2 separate regions of the Pan troglodytes genome follow, and region 1 is linked to region 2. A link is a contact called in public Hi-C data. All regions are on one chromosome and are shown on one strand. Each heading gives the region's core, a stretch centred on a gene start, on an enhancer-like site or on the middle of the called end of the contact. The rest is flanking DNA. Distances are from core to core; before and after follow the strand shown.

Region 1 (2,897 bases), core at 6-2,505, 780 kb before region 2:
GAGACTGGATTTGCAGGATCAGAGGCTGAGCCTGCGGGGCCCAAGAAGCCATCGGCTGTGCAGGTGGGGCCATCGGCTGTGCAGGTGGGGCCGCCGGCTGTGCCATCGGTGCTCCTGAAGCTGGAGGCTGGGTCATCGGAGCTCTCGCACCTGGAGGATGAATCATCAGGACTCCTGGACCTGGAGGCTTGGCCATCGGTGCTCCTGAAGGCTGAGGCTGGGTCATCACGGCTGCTGGAGGTGGCTGGACCATCGGGGCTCCCGGAGCAGCAGGCTGGACCATCAGGACTCCCGGAGTCAGAGGCTGGGCCATCAGGACTCCCGGAGCTGGAGGCTGGGCCATCGGTGTCCCCGGAGGGGGAGGATGAGCCATCGGTGTCCCCGGAGGGGGAGGATGAGCCATCGGTGTCCCCGGAGGGGGAGGATGAGCCATCGGTGTCCCCGGAGGGGGAGGATGAGCCATCGGGGTCCCCGGAGGAGGAGGATGCACCATCGGGGTCCCCGGAGGAGGAGGATGGGCCATCGGGGTCCCCGGAGGAGGAGGATGGGCCATCGGGGTCCCCGGAGGAGGAGGATGGGCCATTGGGGTTCCCGGAGGGGGAGGGTGGGACATTGGGGTCCCCGGAGGAGGAGGATGGGCCATGGGAGCTCCGGGAGCTGAAGGATGCACCATCAGGACTCCCGGGGTCGGAGGCTGGGCCATCGGGGCTCCCGGAGGTGGAGGATGCACCATCAGGACCCCGGGAGTCGGAGGCTTACCCATCGGGCCCCCCAGCGGGGGAGCCGGGACTATCGGGCCCCCTAGGGCAGGAGGCTGGGTCATCGGAACCACCGGGGCGGGCAGCTGGCCCTGTGGGGCCTCCCAGGCAGGCTGAGGTGCCTGCCAAGCGGCCAATGAAGCCTGCAAGTCAATTGGAGGTGGATCCCAAGGGACTGGCGGAGCCCGGGAGGAAGCGGGCGGGGCCCGCATCAGAACCGTAGGGCGGCTATAGACAGGCGGCTTCGGGGCCTCCGCCGGAGGACTCGAGTCACCCAGATTCTTACTTAGCTGCGACATGTCCCTTTGCTGACAGCTGGTGGGTCTTTTCCTCGGACAGCTGCTGGGCCTTTTCCTCCAGAGAGAAGAGAATGCCTACGTGGCTGTTCAGAGGCTCCCTCCCTGCTGAATGCTGAATAGGAAGTGAGTGCTGCTCGCTCCGCAGCTTTCCGCAGTAAGGAGGAGGGGGGAAGGGGGCTCAATCCCGCCCCTTCCCCGCCCCCGACCACCACAAGTGGATATTGCATAGGGGCGTCTACCGGAGTCCTGGCTGACACAGGATCCCTTCTCACTCTGTCCAGTCCCCAAATGCAGACCAGTCAGACTCCACATGGATGACTTTTCACAGGGGAGTGACAGGAACCCATCCATGTTTTAGAAAAATCACTGTACTGCAGTGTGGAGTGGGAGCAGACCACTGGAAACGTGGAAGGTATCCAAGACGGCGGGGGGGAGATGGTGTGGTCTGGGCTAAGATGTGAGGCGGAGAATGAAAAAAGTGCATTTACATAAGAGAGTTCCAGGAGTTATAGCAGACAGATACCTGTATTATAATTGAATAAAGGAGTCAAAGACATGGAAAAGGCACACTAGTCCCTGCCTGGAGAAAGTGGGAAGTTGCAGGGACTGTTACTCTCTTAGGGTCCCAGGAGAGGCACACGGGAAGAGAGGCTGATGAGTATTGGCAGACACAGGGCATTTGCGGTACTGTGGGACTGCCAAGGAGAGATACCCTGTAGGCACTCCTGTATGATGTCTTGGGAGTCCTGCTTGGCTATTCCTCATGAAAATAGAGTTGTGGGAGGGAATGTGGTTGCACTAGGTCTTGAAGAACACAGGCATGTTAGAAACACATGGAGAAAAGGAATAGCAGCGAGTAGAGAGAGAGGAAAAGAAGTCACGGAACTGAGACATGCCACAAATCAGTGGAAGACAGCATTTTTAGTATGGGAAAACTGCCTGTGGAATGGCTCGGATGCAGGAACAGAGTAGTTTTCTCAGTATTTTTCATCTGCAGAATGGGAAAGAAATTTTAAAAATGAAAACCAAATAACACACCTGAAGATAACAAAATGGGTATATAAATAGATCAAAAATTGATATATTTGGATATATAGGAAAAACAGGCAAAGAATAACAAAATTTCTGGGGAAACTTCTCGTGACAAAAATCAGTTTAAATATGAGACAAATCAAGTATTAACAGATAAAGCAGATGACAATAGTATTATTGGGCAGTGCTATACAACTTTATGGTGAGAGGAAGTGATAATCTCAGTAATTGAAAAGCTTTCTGGAAATATACAAAGCACTAAATATCAAGGATGTTTCGTTTAAATAGGCTGTTGGCAGCCTAGGGCAGGAGTCCAGAGTGACAAAACGTGCCACCAGGGGGCAGATGAGGATGATGAAGGGTACACCCCACTCCTTCCCAGGTACCCTTAGCCAGGGGTCCTCAAATTTGGTAATTTATGGACCCAAGGGAAGGTATGTACACACTCCCAATGTTATTATTGCCTTAAATAATAATAGAAGAATTTGGGGGTAAAGTTTCAGTGATTTTCTGGACACTTAAGGGATGTTGTTATTCCCAGGAAACTCTTTTCAAAACAGTCAGATTTTTAAGGGTGCTTGATGATACAGTAGCCCCCCAACCTTATCTGCAGGGGATACATTCCAAAACTCTCGATGCCCGAACCTGGAGACAGCACCAAACCTTATATATACCATGTATCCCTTTCATTCTCCTTCTTCACAATTTCACAGATAGTTTTGTTTTTGCCATATATCTTAGCAATCTCAGCATGCGATTTTTTCTTTCCTTATTAAGTCAAGAACTTTCACCTTTTTCCTTCAAGGAA
Region 2 (2,700 bases), core at 44-2,543:
TTTGTTGCAAACTCTGTCCTTTCTCCATTAAATTTCTTTGGAACATGAGTCAAAAATCTACCAACCACATACGTGTAGGTCTATTTCTGGGTGCTAAGCTGTTTCATTTATCTAAATATATATCCTTACACCAAAGCACACTATCTGTACTAATACTGCATTATATTAAATTTTGAAATAGGTAAAGTGAGTACCCCAACATTGTTCCTCCTTTTCTTAATGTGTTTGGCTATTCTACTTTTACTTTCTAATACAAATTTTAGAATCTATTTGTCAATTTCTACAAAAAAAATCATAATGGGATGTTGATTGAGGATTTAGTGAATGCATAGATTAAAATGTAAGAATCGCTCTCTTAATATTGACCTTCCAATTCATGAAATTAGTGTATCGCTGTATTTATTTAGATCTTTTAAAACTAATCTCATCAGTGTTTCCTAATTCCCAGAGTACAATTTTTGCCAGATTTATCTCTAAGAATATCATTTTTATACTGCTGTAAATATATTTTAACTTCAATGCTCAATTTTTCATTATCGCTATAAGGGAAGACAGTTGATTTTCACCTATGCATTTTTGCAAACTAAGAAAATCTAGTGACAACCATGTGGTATATATATTGCTACATGTGAGGCATGGACAAATGAACAACAAACATACATTTCTCCTATATTTGAGACATCAGTCAAGCTGATATTCGAACATATAGGCAATAAAAATCAGATTAGAGAGGCTGCATAGTTATGTGGAAATCCACAAAATGCATGTGCATACAACACTAATTTAAATGGTCACTGCAGGTATCCTGCAGGAAGTAATTTAAGATTGAAAACATGAATAAGTAGCTGAAAAACGATGCAAATTTAAGCTGGGAAAGACAAAAGAATGATTAGTATTCATGTAGAAACCACGACATGTATACAAGTCAAAATATTTGAGGCATCACAAGAATAGCAATTTCAGAACACATGAAGGAAGTTACAAATCTATGTCAGGGCTAGATTTTTAAGAAATTATGTGGGGTTGAGGCTCAGCCCCTGCATTGGCAAAGAAAAAGTTATGGGTGATGAAAATAGACAACCTAAAGTCCTGGAAAAGAGTCCACACAAAATTTTAGTATTTTCAAGGTAGAAGCTTCTCTTGACTCAGTTGGACCTCCCTGTGAAAAATAGGAAATCAGAAAAGGAACTTTCCACCTAGAAAACGAATTTCAGTACCAAGCATAGATTGCTTTCACGCCTAAACCCCTCCTTACTTGCATTGCAGAAGTACCTGCTATACTGTAGTTTTTGGGCATGAGGGACCCCTGTGCTCACAGCGCCATCTAGCATCAACAGAAAGGGGGGCTGATGGCAGCTTTAATAAATTCAGGAGAGGAAAAAAAAAACACAAAACAAAACAGATGGCGGCCCAGCATCCAGGAACTGCTGTGTTCATTTGAGTAGGATTTTTCTTATATTCGTTTAAAAACTGAAACATAATTCATAATTGCTGCAGGGGTTAGGGGTGAAATGCAATTGGTAACCATTCCCAGTAAAGACTCAGGGAATCCTGGCCCAAGACCACATTTCCTGTCATTTAACGCAAGGGTTAAAAGGTCGAAGTGAATCCCATTACGCTAATTGATTTCATTTACAAACATGGATGTATAGGAGTGTGTTACTATGCACGGAATCATACTTCGGATGTGACTGTAAAACGAGTTCAGCTGATTTTGCACTGTCACATTAAACCCGGCACCGTGTGTTTCCATATACATCACGCTCCTCTTTGGTAGCACTACAGTTCATAAGATGAATGTAATTTCTTAGATTACAGCCTTAACTGGTTATTACTCTTTCAATGTTTTCTAATGTGATATAGATGTCGGACGTATTCGCTCAAGTATACGTGGCGGGGCCGGGGTCCCGACCGTCTGTCGGAGCGAGCTGTGCCGCAAAGCCCAGCTACTCCGATCTCACAGGGATGGTGGCAAGAAATGCGCCATTGTTCGGCGCAGCGAAACAGCCCGCAGTGCGCTGTGGGAAGGTCACATGACAGAGGGGGAAGACGGTGGCCGGCAGGAGCCGATCCACTGCGCGCCTGCGCGGCTCCGGTGGCGTGGATGACGCTGGTCTCCCGTCACCGTTTCCGTTTCCGGGCGAGTCTGTTCGGCTTATGGCGTCTGCTAGGAGTCTCCTATCTGGCGTTTGTGCCGCAGAAAACCTTTAACCTGCGTTTTACCCGTAAACATTTTCCTTTTTAGGCTTCCTATCATTGTTTTGGTTCTTGCTCCTGTATTAACTTTGTTTTTGGTTTTTTCTTTTTTTTTTTTTTCAAGACGGAGTCTCGCTCTGTCGCCCAGGCTGGAGTGCAGTGGTGCGATCTCGGCTCACTGCAAGCTCCGCCTCCCGCGTTCACGCTATTCTCCTACCTCAGCCTCCCGAGTAACTGGGACTACAGGCGCCCGACATCACGCCCGGCTAATTTTTTTAATTTTAATGGAGACGGAGTTTCACCATGTTAGCCAGGATGGTCTCGATCTGCTGACCTCGTGATCCGCTCGCCTCGGCCTCCCAAAGTACTGGGATTACAGGCGTGAGCCACCGCGCTCGGCCGTATTAACTTTGTTTTAACCTAAGTTTTGTTTCTTTTTCCCATAAAAATACCTTAGTGTTTATGCAACACTGTCTTTTCATAAACGTTGCACAGACCATGATT

Evidence for each region. A called contact is a pair of places that touch in the nucleus more often than the background predicts.
Region 1: a contact with region 2 is called in a Hi-C map of stem cell-derived neural progenitor cells, with 4 times the contacts expected there. The contact joins the promoter of MAGEL2 here to the enhancer-like site in region 2. A contact is called at or near these places in 2 of 7 Hi-C or Micro-C datasets (induced pluripotent stem cells and stem cell-derived neural progenitor cells) and 1 of 1 datasets of contacts at active chromatin or transcription factors (stem cell-derived excitatory neurons).

What each region holds. Positions count from the first base shown.
Region 1 is chr16:11,543,473-11,546,369 of NHGRI_mPanTro3-v2.0_pri, reverse strand. It overlaps MAGEL2 (MAGE family member L2), which reads right to left and starts at 1,255. Exons shown (of 1, transcript XM_016927769.4): 1 at 1-1,255. The coding sequence starts at 1,057.
Region 2 is chr16:10,767,949-10,770,648 of NHGRI_mPanTro3-v2.0_pri, reverse strand. The region is part of intron 13 of LOC112205572 (serine/threonine-protein kinase Nek4-like); the gene reads left to right. Among named protein-coding and RNA genes, the nearest start is that of NPAP1, 97 kb to the left of the region's middle. Within about 2 kb of position 1,293, at least 12 of the 24 cell types and tissues checked have an H3K27ac peak or open chromatin away from gene starts, as enhancers often do. A contact at or near this core is called in induced pluripotent stem cells and stem cell-derived neural progenitor cells, where this site is marked.